2 separate regions of the Canis lupus genome follow, and region 2 is linked to region 1. The links are chromatin contacts, called in public Hi-C maps. All regions are on one chromosome and are shown on one strand. Each heading gives the region's core, a stretch centred on a gene start, on an enhancer-like site or on the middle of the called end of the contact. The rest is flanking DNA. Distances are from core to core; before and after follow the strand shown. Region 1 has its middle 9.2 kb from the start of ATXN1. Region 2 has its middle 22 kb from the start of STMND1.

Evidence for each region. Hi-C and Micro-C count contacts between places; a contact is called where the count stands out from the background.
Region 2: a Hi-C map of skin fibroblasts shows a contact between it and region 1, with 2.0 times the contacts expected there. The contact joins two enhancer-like sites. A contact is called at or near these places in 2 of 9 Hi-C or Micro-C datasets (amygdala and skin fibroblasts).

The regions. Positions count from the first base shown.
Region 1 is chr35:17,169,733-17,176,183 of UU_Cfam_GSD_1.0, reverse strand. No RefSeq gene overlaps it. Among named protein-coding and RNA genes, the nearest start is that of ATXN1, 9.2 kb to the right of the region's middle. Within about 2 kb of position 4,888, at least 14 of the 20 cell types and tissues checked have an H3K27ac peak or open chromatin away from gene starts, as enhancers often do.
Region 2 is chr35:17,412,883-17,419,401 of UU_Cfam_GSD_1.0, reverse strand. No RefSeq gene overlaps it. Among named protein-coding and RNA genes, the nearest start is that of STMND1, 22 kb to the left of the region's middle. Within about 2 kb of position 3,746, at least 2 of the 20 cell types and tissues checked have an H3K27ac peak or open chromatin away from gene starts, as enhancers often do.

The sequences.
Region 1 (6,451 bases), core at 3,639-6,138:
AGAACTGTTCTGCAATTCCATGGCTAGCTATTTCGGGAGCCTAACACAGCAGGACAAATGTGCACAAGTCCACACAGTATGACAGAAGAATTAAAAATGTATTTACCATCTGTTGGTAGTTTCCTTGCGGGGCTTTTTTCTTTTTCTCTACTGCAGCCACAAATTGGGTCTTCTTACTTCCTTCCATGCTCAGAGAGCAGAGTTCTCTCTTCACATCATTGGAAACGCAGGGCTTTTTTTTTTTTTTTTTCCTTCTCCCCCTCTTTCAAATTCCCCCAGAGTGCTCACTCTGGGATGATTTCAGGTTCTCGGATCATTTCCTTCACATATAACGTGGAATGAGTCTGTGAAGAGGTTGTAGCATCTTGCACATTTTTTATGGCCAGGTTACTTTCAGATCCTACACTTGAACTTTGGGCAGAGTACTCTAGGAAGCTCCAGGGGGAAACAAGAGAAGTCAAGCACAGGCTAAGTGAAAGGAAGTTAAGTCTTTAAACGAAGCTTGGAAATTCATATTAGCCCTTTACAGTCTACTTAATCCTTATCATGATGGGACATGCCAGATGGGAGCCAAAATTTCTAATAGGAAAGGGTCTGAGGGATGTGAGCCTGGACTTCAAGTGAAAGCCATTTGCAACCATGTGATAGTATACATAAAACTCATAAGCTGGAGTACAGCTTTGCTAGTTGAGAAAAAGTAGAGCTTTGTCAATTAATTAGGTTGACTTGAAGCCATTTGGTTGATGTAGGAATGCTCAGTTCTCAACAAAACTCACTAGCTTGAATTTCTGAGATACACACGTTTGCTCCAAAGAAAAATCTAATAAATAGAGGTTGGTATTAAAAGTGTTGCCTTAGCCAAAATATTGCTATGTGGTGTTATGACTCTGACTGACCTATTTCACTCAGGTAATGATTTGTTAAACATTCTCAGGCTGCAGGGTGGATAACTTCACCTGGAAATCAGTCCTGGGTGACCTGGGATACTGGGTAGGACCTTTAAACTCCAAGCCTCAGCTTAATCACCTAAGAAAGGGGATCATGATCTTTACCTCAGTGTATTTTTGTGGGATTAGAGGAGACAAAATTTACAAAATTCTTATCATGTTGCCTGGCATAGAATAAGTGCTAGATAAATGGTAGCTTTGATTATGATTATTAGAAACTGTAGCTATGATACTATTTTTATCAAAACCTGCTGTCAGGCTCATACGTTCTCTTCAATAATGTTTTTGAATCTTTAAAAAAGATTTTATTTATTTATTCATGAGAGAGAGACACACACAGAGAGAGGCAGAGACACAAGCAGAGGGAGAAGCAGGCTCCCTGCGGGGACCCTGATACAGGACTCGATCTCAGGATCCTAGGATCACGACCCGAGTCAAAGGCAGACCTCAACCACTGAGCCACCCAGGCACCCTGCTTCTGAATTTTGTGTTTTAAAAGTTCTTCATGAATCTGAGCCTGATTGGGAAATTCAGCTCATTCTGACTCAGCTTTATTGGTTATACCAGATGTAGTTAAGCGCAAGATCAAGTAAATAGAATATTACCATGTGTCGGACAAGATGATTTGATTTGGATTAGCTTCTCATGAGATCATTTTTGTGTTGGGCCTTATAAGGCTTTGTACATAGTAGGTCTTGAAAAATATTGATTCACTAATTCATTTATCGGTCAGTACATCTTTAATGGGTATCTATTATGTGCCAAGGACTGTTCTAGGCACTTGGGGTTTATCAGTGAAAAAGGCAGACAAAAATCCCTGCCCTCCTGACAATAAACAAACAAACAAACAAAAAGGAAATGACATAATGTTTTGTTTTTCTTTTCTTAAAGATCTTATTTATTTGTTCATGAGAGACACACACAGAGAGGCAGAGACATAGGCAGGGGGAGAAGCAGGCTCCCTGCGGGGAACCTGATGCAGGACTCGATCCAGGACCCTGAGATCACAACCTGAGCTGAAGGCAGAGGCTCAACCATTGAGCCACCCAGGTGCCCCGACACAGAATGTTTTAAGGTAATGCATTTATGGAATAATAGAGCATGGCAAGGTGGATCAGGAAAGTCAGAGGGTATAATTTTAAATGGGGGGTGGGGGTCACATTAGGATTCTTGGAGAGGTTGTGTCTTTTAAAAAAAAAAAAGACTGAAGAAGGCGAAGGCGTGAACTGTGGGTTTTCAAGGAAAAGCATTCCAAGCAGAGGGACCAGCAAGCAGAAAGGCCCTGAGGCAAGAGAGTGCCTGGCTTGTTTGAGGACCAGCAAAGACGACAGTGAGGCAGGAGCCCTGGGAGCAAAGAGAGAGAGTGATAGAATATGGCATCTGAAAGATTGAGGGCGTCCTGATTGCGTGGGGGCTTTGTGGGCCACGAGAGGACTTTGACTCCAAGGGGAGTAGAGCCATTGGATGTTTCTGAGCAGAGTCGTGGCATCACCTGATGCAGACAGTCAGCTGTGGTGCAGGGTGGTAATGGTAGAAGCAGAAGGACAATTTAGGAGACTGGTATAATCATCCTAATGAAGGGTGGTAGTGCTTTAGTTTCAATGATAGCAGTCCAGGTGGTGGAAAGTGGTTAGATTTTGGATATATTTTGAAGGTAGAGCCAGTTGGATTTGGGGGGCAGATTGGATGTGGGCAATATAAGAAAGAGAGGAGTCAAGATACTTTTTGACCCAAACAGTTGACTCAAGATAGTTTTTGACCCGAACAGTTAGAACAATGGAGTTAACCACTTACTGAGGTTTATATGCAAGAACTGTAGTATACAGCCCATGGTGAGTCTGAGAATAGATACCTCGGGATTCTGGGTTGAGTGTAAATCACAAAGACTGAGGTTTGCATAAGCACTTTTATAACACTCAAATGAACAGTTAAAAAAAGAAAAAAAACAACAAGCAGCAGTGCTTTGGTTGTATTTACTTAATGCCAAACAATTAACTTGGCTTTTTAGCCTTTTTCTTCACCCTATTCCACACTGAAATACCACTTCTGAAGAGGGATGCTGCTGGTACATTCTGGAGTCTGGCAGAGGGAGCTGAGGACTTTTGAGCTGAGGCCCAGCAGGGAGTACCTCAGACCTCTGAGGCCTCCCTATGCACCTGGTGCCAAAAGCCAGCCTTCTCTGGGATAATGGGGAGGTGGTTCTGGAACTCTCTTGACAACTTTCCTATTCCATTGGACCTTTCGTGTATTGGTACTGTCATAAATAAAAGACCAACCACACATCCTGAACTGATTACTTCGGTGTATCTATAGAGGAAAGAGATAAGACCATATAGGTAAATAAAGAGCAAAAAAGAATAATGCAACAGACCTGGGATCACGGATCTATAAAGGGGGCATATCAGTTTCTCGGGGCTGTTGTAAAAATGACCACAAACTGGGTGGCTTGAAACAAGAGAAATTTATTCTTTTACGGTTCTAGAAGCTAGATGTCTAAACTCAAGGTGTCAGCAGGGCCGTGTTCCCCCTGGGCTCTCAGGAAGATTCCTTTCTCGCCTCTTCTAGCTTCCTGTGGTCACTGGCAATTCATGCCGTTCCTTGGCTTATGGTAGTATGATATCCAATCTCTGCCTCTGTCTTGGCTTGGCCTTCTTCTCTATCTCTACTCTGGGTCTCTGTGTCCCTCCTCTTCTTCTTAAGAGGACAGCAATCATATTGGATCTAGAGACCACCCTAACCCAGGAAGATCTCATTTTAACTAGTTACATCTGCAATGACCCTATTTGCAAATAAAGTCCCCAACTCGCAGTTATTGGGGTTAGGACTTCAGCACATCTTTTGTGGGGACACCATTCAATCTACGACAGAGGGCAATGGGAACTCACATGAAGAAATGACCCTTGGGGCAGGTCACATAGTAGAATAATGAACAAAAGGGAAGCAGTTGCATGCTGAAATCATCAGCAGAGGTCAGATGGTTCGGGGAGTAACAGGAAGTGTTCCGATAAGAGACGCTCTCACTTAGGATACTCTTTCCATCTGTGCTTATGGCCCTGATTTTTTTTTTTCTGTCAGAGCTTTAAAAAAATATTGTATAAATAAAAAGAATAAGAAAATAGCACTTCTCTGACTCACACATTGGGCAGAGCACAGACTCTTGTGATAATCAGGAAAGACTTCACAGAAGTGTTGATGCTTGAGCAAGATCTCAGAGTATGAAGATGAGGCGCCATGCAAGGAAGGGGTGCCGGGAGGAGCCAGGGCTTCCCATACGGGCAGAGAAGCACATGCAGAAGCGCAATGGTAATTTCAGTCATTAAACTACCTCCCTAAGCAGGGTGAAAAGCCTTTAAAGGCAAGGCTGATATTGTCTGCTCCATCTGCATTACTCAGAAACAGTTTTAAAAAACGAAGGGGGAAGTGTTTCTGGTTTTAATAAATGCACAAATGAACACCCGATAACCTGGAAGAACACTAGAAGCCTATAGAGGGAGGAGTTAATTGCTGGACACACTTGCCAAAGCACAAATATGGAAACCCCACCCTCAGCCAGATCTGGAGAAATCAAAGGGCTGAATGTGGTATAAATTCCTCTGCCCTGATTGCATAAGGAGCTCCGCCAGCATTTTTCCTCTGATATATTCCTTTCTGCATAAAGGACTGAGCTGGGTTCTGAAAAACCTGATGGTGAACTGAGATAGGCAATTCTGAATCACCACCACGATCTAGGAAAATTAACTCCTCACGGATCTCTCCAGATAAGCACCCGAGCTTGTTGCCTCTGACATCTGCATCAGGATCTGGCCAGGATTCGTTCATAGAACGACTCCCCCTTTTTGGCATAAGACCGTACAGGATGCCAGTAAAGTTCACACTGGGTCATCGAAGTCTCTCTAAATGCACGATGATTCACTGCTGGGGGTGGGGGAGAGAGGCCAGTGAGGGGGAAGGAAGTGCTGAGCCGAGAGGCGGAGCGATGTAATTATGAAATTGACTGCAGAGCAAAGCTCGCTCGGGGAGTGACGGGGTCACATGTTCTTACTCTTGGTGTTTAAGCTACAACTTTTAAACCAGGGGGAGGGGATGGGGCTGGGAAACAAGATCACACACAACGTGATTGGCTTTGGGAGGATGCTTCAGAAGCCTGGGCATATTTATGAGAATCACAACGTATTAATTTCTCTTTAGATCTGACAAAGGAAACAAGCTCTCTGGTGACAGTACGGTTAGCGGAATAAAAATCTGGCTGTAGTGCCAGGAGTGAACAATTTGTCTTCTTCTACTTGATTTACTCGCACTCTGGCTGACAGGGTCTTCCATTCTGTGCATTCGTTTTGTACTTAAAAAGGGATTGTTTGTAATTTACAGTTTAAGTCTTAGTGCTATTATTCTGCTCTGTCAGAAAGCATCTGTGGCAGTAGCTTTTGTCCCCGTGTCTGTGCCACAGACACCAAGCAAATCTGCATGTTCAGGCGCCAGTCTTGAGACCTCCCCCAAGTCTGCCAGCAGTGAAACTCGCAAGGGCCCTGGCAGCAATGGATGCTTTCTGCAGATCACAGACAGCCCTCCCTGAAACCCCCACTCCACTTGGCCAGTGTCCTCCGTGAACCCCAGTTATTTAGGTCAAAAAAGCAAAGTTTGCCAATGCATTTTTCTCTAACCCTGACTTTTGGGGGGTAAACTTGGTAAATTCCTCATCAACTAATTTTCTTAACCACCCCCCACCCCTTCTCATTTGGGTCAGCTTCTCCTGGCCGATATTGGCTCAAGAGAAATAAAGTAAGTGAGAGAGCTTATAGCTATGTATCTTAATGTCATGGTGCTGGAATAACAAAGAACTCCCATGATCTGATGTTTATTTTCTTAGCCTGCTGCTGCCTCTGATCTTATTTTGAAGGCACCATAAGCTTAACATGTACAACCCGTTAATTGCCACTACCGTTAAGTTCAAACAGTGGTGGCTCTGGGCTTTGATTTTAACTTGGAAAATGTATTTCTTTTGAGGAAACAAAATGCCAAGTTGCTAATGAAATGCCTTTAATAGATTTCCAAACGCTCCCAGCCAATAGCTAGCAAAGTTCAACTCATTCTGAACCTCAAAATGTTTGTTTTCTTCTCATGTTACAAGAGCTATGTTCTTTAGATGATGAAGACGCTAAATTCTGATACTTCATAGGTCACTGCACTACATTCAGTCTTGGTCACAGTTATACTGATGGAAATTTATCTAGGTTTTGCTTGCAGAATAAATCATAATGGCTGAAAGTCATCTCATTTCCTTTTGACACACCCCATTGTACTGCATATATTAGAAAGTGTTTTGTAAAACATAGATTTCCTTTTGATGGCCTTGATTTGTTTTCTAGTTAAGTGGGATTATATAATTTTCATTATCAATGCTCGTCTGTCACTAGAAGGTATCAACTCCAAACCATTTAGCCGCAAGCAGCAAAACCAGCTGTAACTCTAGAATGCTTGTACTTTCTAAAACAGAGTGTAAGTTT
Region 2 (6,519 bases), core at 2,497-4,996, 240 kb before region 1:
TACCAATCTCTTGCCTTCCCCACCACCTACCATTGACCTATTGCTGACTATTCCTAATTGGGAATAAAAGGAAGATGGGGGTAAGGAATAGGATCTTAATCCCTAAATAGAACTGTGTGTCTGTGGCAGACTCTAAGATGCCCTTGCCCCCCAAATCCCCACTTTCTAGTATACAGGCCTTCATATAGTATCACTCCTTGAGTTCCAGCTGGCCTAGTAATCTGTCTCTAATTAATGGAATCCAGCAAGATGTTGCATGTCACCCCTGTATTTAAACCACATAAGATGGCAACTTCAAGTTGCCAGCAGACTCTGTCCATTGCTGGCTTTGATGAAGCCAGCTGACATGTTGGAGAGACCCTCAGGGCAAGGAGCTCAGGATGGCCTTTGGCCAACAGTCAGCAAGGAACTGAGGCCTTTAGCCCAATAGCCTGCATGGAATTGAATCCTACCAACAATCACAGCCTAGAAGTGGATCCTTCTACTGTCAAGCCTTAAAATTAGACCCACCTTGACTGCAGTCCTGCAGTCCCAAAGCAGAGAACTCAATCAAATGATGCTCAGGCTCCTGACCCAAAGTACCCAAACCACGAGATTAAATATGTGCTGGTTAAACTGGAAATTACACCAACAGGGAGAGAGAGAGACCATCCTCTTATAAGTGCATGACTTCGTTATGCTCTCTCATACTTCCATACTTCTGCCCAGCTGTGCTTTCTGCCAGGATTGTCCTTCTTTGTTCGTTCTTCCCTTCATCCTGCAGAATCCAATTCTTCTTGCAATAGTCAGCCATGGCACTTCTTCCCTGAAACCTTCTTAAATAGACTCTTCCCCCCCGCCCTTTGGCACCTAATACCCTCTCTTGTCACACTTCTATATTGTCATTGATCACATATGGGTCTGACTACTCCTCAGAGTGTGAGATCCTTGAGGGAAGGAGCCATGCCTCCCCAATTATTTCCCCAACATCTTCCAGAGTGTCTACTCCAGAGTGTTTATAATATTTTTAAAAAGATGTTATTTAGTTATTTATTTTAGAGAGAGAGAGGAAGGGAGGTGGGGGAGAGAGTGCACGAGCATGGAGAGGAATAGAGGGGGAGGGCAAGACCCCCCAGAAGACTCAATACTGAACTTGGCATAGGGCAGGACACGGAGCTCAACCTGGGACCCAGAGATCACCACCCCAGTCAAAACCAAGAGTCGGATGCTCAACCAACCGAGCCACCCAAGTGCCTCCAAAGTGTTTACAATATTAATATTTGCCAATTGGATTAAGAACATCTAGAAGAAAAATACCCTGACCATACCTTTGTGAACATGCCAAGGATCACAAACTCACCCTGGTCAAATCTTGTTGTCATAGAAATTTAAATAAACAAAGATTTCCCAGTTTGTGCTGCTGGCCCACCAATTTGAAAATTATACTCATTACATTAATATTTCAGCACAGGCAAAAGAGATACTGAGATAATTTGTTGCCAGGAAATTTTATTTCAATGAAACACAATGAGCATTACAACCCTTTCCAGACTCTTATCTCCCTTTGCATCCATTCGTGCTGTCCCACTTCCACATGCCTCCTCCCATCATTGTCTTTTGTTTCTCTTGTACCCAACCCTCTCTAGTCATGGCCTCCATATTAGGCTCTGTCTTGCTTGAATTGTTGGTAGGCGTGTAGATGGTTGGTAAAGGTGGCCTCTTACCCCTCCCTGGAACACCAGCGACTTTGCAATCTGTGGACACCCTGTGTACAATATCTCTTGCACCACTTCTGTCTAGGAGACATTTCTGCTGGCCCTTTGGCAATATTGACCAACTGCAAAGCCTCATAATGGTGTGCTGGGAGAGTCCCGTAACGCTTAGACATTAAGCACATGGGCTCCGGTTAGACGGTCTTTGTTCAAATCCAGAACTTCCCATTCACTGGCTGTGACACCTTGGGCAGGCTATTTCTCTGTGCTTCAGTTTATCAGTAAAACAAGGTGATAATAAAAGCACTTACCACATAGAATTGTTTCAAGAGGATTAAGCGTATCGATATGTCTCTGAAGCTCTTGAAATAGTCCCTGGCACTATGGAATTTGCTCTTGTCGAAGATTCCAAAGTTTGCCAAATAATAAGAAATGTGTGAAAAGAGACACACATACTAAATTCCGCCCAAGACAATGCTAGAGAAACATTACACAGGAAACATCCAGTATTGTGCCATTGGGCAAATCTGGGTTACATTAAAGGATGCAATTGTGCGGGTTTTGATGCCTATTCCTGACTTTCTTGCCTTTTCTTTTTTTGGTTAAGATGACGACATCCTGGGGTGCCTGGGGGCTCAGTTGGTTAAGTGTCAGATTCTTGGTTTCCACGTCAGTCCTGATCTCAGGGTCTGCACTCCGTGCAGAGTCTGTTTAGGATTCTCACCCATCCCCTTCTCTGCTCCTCCCCGTCTCTCTCTCTCTCTTTGTCTCTCTTTACATAAATAAAATTCTTTTCTTAAAAAAAGATGATGACATCCTTCTTTAAGGTATCTCTGCATCCTGGTACCTTCATCCCAAGGATCTTGGCAATTATCCCTTACAGGACAGGACAGGACAGGACAGGACAAGTGTTACCTCCATTTTTTGAACAGAAACTAAAGCACCAAGAGATACAATAGGAGCTGATGGGTACACTTTAGCTTACATGTATCTAAAATCCTTTTAGGTACAAGCTTTCCCATCAAACCTACTATGAATGATGACAGTCCACATTAGTTTCTCCTTTTCCTAAAGTCTATAACATGCTCATTGCTTAATCATACCAGTTGTTGTTTTTCCCTGTTTCATAAATATTAGTTATGTTTCAATCGAAACATAACTGAAACCTTACTAAGGCTGGGGACTATATCTTGCACATTTATTTTCACTCCTCATATAAAACACCTGATGTTACATTCTGAGAAATAGTTGATCAGGGATCTGGAAGGTAATGGGTAGAAGAAAATCTAGAAGTCCATGCCAGTCTCCAGGATAAGGGGAGTGCCTATGTGTTGGTAGGTAGGTGGCTTTTCCTCAGATGTACTATCAACTCAGTGTACTTGGCTTCCACCTCTCTGGGCCCTGGTAAGTTTCGCATGGAAGTTAATAGTGATCACACCAAGAAATACATGACCCCGCCCAACCCACCCCAGACCAGGCAAGTCTGTCCTTTGATTATTACTGGTCCACATAATTATTGCTGACCTGTGGCCAATGGAAATCTGCTTTTTCATTCCAAGAAATTTTTGGTGTTCCATGCTAAAAAAATGCTTTATTTCTCTAGTTCACTTGGGCTCAATAAAAGTGAAGCTAAGTCTTAAAAAAAAGTTTGCACCATTATATTCCAAAATTACTGCATCAACCTTATGAGCATTCAATGTAGTTGGAATTCAACATGCCTGCAAGCAATGCTTAACATATTTTCTTTCCTAACTTCTGATTTGACCAGTAACATGAACCCTTACGTACTCATGCCCACCAATGATTCATAAATGTCTTTACTCTTATGGAATGTACTCTGCTTATTTGGCTAATTACAGTGATTCTTCACTTTTACTTCATTGTACAGTTTATGCTTGTTTTGCAATGTGAGTCAAATTTACTTGTAAATTTCCTTTCTCACCTAGGTCATAGTGAGCTTAAGCTAATTACATATTCATGTTCAACTTCCCTTTTTCATAACTCATTTTGCCTTGTTGACTCTCACTTCAACTTTCCCTTCCTATATGAAGGTCACATTTTTAGAACAGATGATCTCTATTTTTAACAACCCCTGGCCTTCACATTGCCCTGAGGTCATGGAGTGGAAGGGGCAAGAATGAAATTTCGGATGTTTGACACTGGTTTGAGATTGTGACTCCCCTGCCATATGCCTGTGAGCAAGTGTTTATTCCTTCTTTAAATTTCATTTGCCTCCCTGTAAAGAGGTAATAATATTTCCCTCATAGGGTCACCGTGAGGATTGAAAGAACTAACACATTTCCAACCCTTAGCACCGTGCCTGAGACATACTAAGTGTTTAGTAAATGTCAGTTATGATTATGCACCTTTCCTTCTACCTTTGGCAGCTCTGCCCTTTTTAGCTAAGTCCTTTACCCTCTTCCTAACAAAGTAGCCTAATAGCATCTCACCAGTTTAGCCTACTACTGAAACAAATGTAATGCTAATGCAAGACTCATGGATTGTTAGTGATGTTTGTGTCATAGATAACATTAGTCCACATTTATGTCAAAGGGAGGAATTATAATTGCCTCAACAAGCCCTGTATCCACTTGCTCTGAACTTGATTGTTAATCCTGTTATAATTCCTGACCTTGACTTTGTATCAACTTCCCTTTGTAACCAGTCTATGCCTCCTGCAATCTCAAGCAATTCTAGACTTTCTCCTTCCAGGCAGATCTGTGGAAGGCTTCCTAGGGTTGTTCAGTCATCAACACCCTGCCCCCACCTCTTTCAGGACATCCTCCCTCTTTGCTGCAGCAGAGACCACTATCTCCATACTATTCCTCCAGGGAGCCCACCAGAATTTATCAGAGGAAGCAGAGTTCTTCAACAGTTTAGGAACCCAGCATCTTAATCCTCAAATATTTAATGAATAAATGAATAATCACATTAAAGCTTCCAACAGTCAACTGGCAATTCAAGTAGTGTAGGGGTAGGATTATTAATGTATTGAGTATGAAGAGATTACATCCCATAGTAAATCTGAAATAGAAGCAGGCAAAATCCCTGTATTAGGCATTATCCTGCTGGCTCCAGAATTGGACTATTTCTTCTGTAGTTATGAATCATTTCCCCCTGCTTTTTTTACTGGATTTTTTTTATTACTGATCAAAAATATGGGTTCATTATTCATGTCATGTCTCTTATCATAAAGATCTAGTCAGACTTACTTTTCTGTCATAATCATTTTCTATTAATAATTGCCTATTGGGATGTAATTCTCATGCCATAAAGCTCTTCTTTCTAAAGTGCACAATTCAATGGTTTTTAGCATGGGCATCACTACCTAATTCTGGAATATTTCATCATCTCGAAAGAAATCCTCTATGCCTTATCAGTGACTCCCCATTCCTCCCTGCTCCAAACCCTGGCAACTACCAATCTATTTGTTCCCATGGATTTGCCTCTTCTAGACATTTCATATATGATACAATGATACAATATGTAGTCTTTTGTGTCTGGCTTCTTTCAATTAGAATAATTATTTTCGAGTCACCCATGTTGTGGGATTTATTAGAACTGCATTTCTTTTTCTGATTAAATACTGTTCTATTACATGACTATGCCACATTTATTTACCTGTTTCATCAGTTGATGGATGTTTGAATTGTCTCCACTTTAAAAAATATATATTATCCCGCTACCTTAGAGGAGGGTCATTGATGATATCTATTTTTTAATCATATCATGTATATATTATATAGGCAGACTTGCTGATAAAATTTTGTGCATCTGTGGTTATTTTAAGACTCTCTTTTTTTCATCTCTTCTTGATTGAGGGTGACCTGGAAATCCCTGCCAGGGTATTTTCCCCAGATTTGACAGCCCTTTATTAATAGTCAAATTTAGATTATATGTTTATTCATGAACAGACAGCTCTTACTATTACAATTCTTACTATGTTGTTGTCAGCACCATACAATGCACAGGTAACTATATAAATATTTTATTTTAAATTAAAAAAAAATTTAAAGTAGTGTCTACACCCAGTGTGGGGCTTAAACTCACAACCCCGAGATCAAGAGTCACACACTTATGGACTGAGCCAGCAGGGTACCCCAGTGTATGAACATTTTAAATCAATCGAACTCTTGCAATTGTCTTTGTGTGTACATTCCCCCTCTTGTAGACACTTAGATCTCCTCTGCAGAACAGAGTAGGAATCATTCCTACAAATATTATTATGCAAACATAAATGCTTCTACTTAGTCTACTCCCAGATGTACCTGGGTGTGAGGTGAACATGAATCCCCAATATTTCTGAAGGGAAGTATCTTCCTTTCTAGAGTGTGACCCCCACGAGTTTCCAAACATTTTCTAATAAATCATTTCTCTCCCTTAGTCTAAATCCACTTCTCATAAGTAATAACCTGCAAGAGGCCAGCAGAACTCTGCCACCTTGCATATACCTCACAGCAACTCTCTGCTACTGAAGCAAGCAATTGACTTCCAAACTCATTTGTAATTTTTTTTATAGCATCGAGCTCAGATTTTACAAATGTTATTGACATTTACCACTTAAGTATGTAGATTAGAAGTAACAAATGAACAAATGGGGTTGAGGGGGGCGAGGAGAGCAGGGAAGCACAGGTGTGGATCTTCCCCATCAACCATAATTCTTTTATCACTCCCTACCTCTCTCCAGACCTCCTCACTTTCTATAGCTAACATTATCTTATCTCTTTCCCCAAAGCAATGCTTTGACAAGAGGAGCTCTGAGCCCAGTTCAGTTTACCAAGACTTGAGTATGACGTTACAAAAAGAAAAATAGTACCCCTCCCCCTTG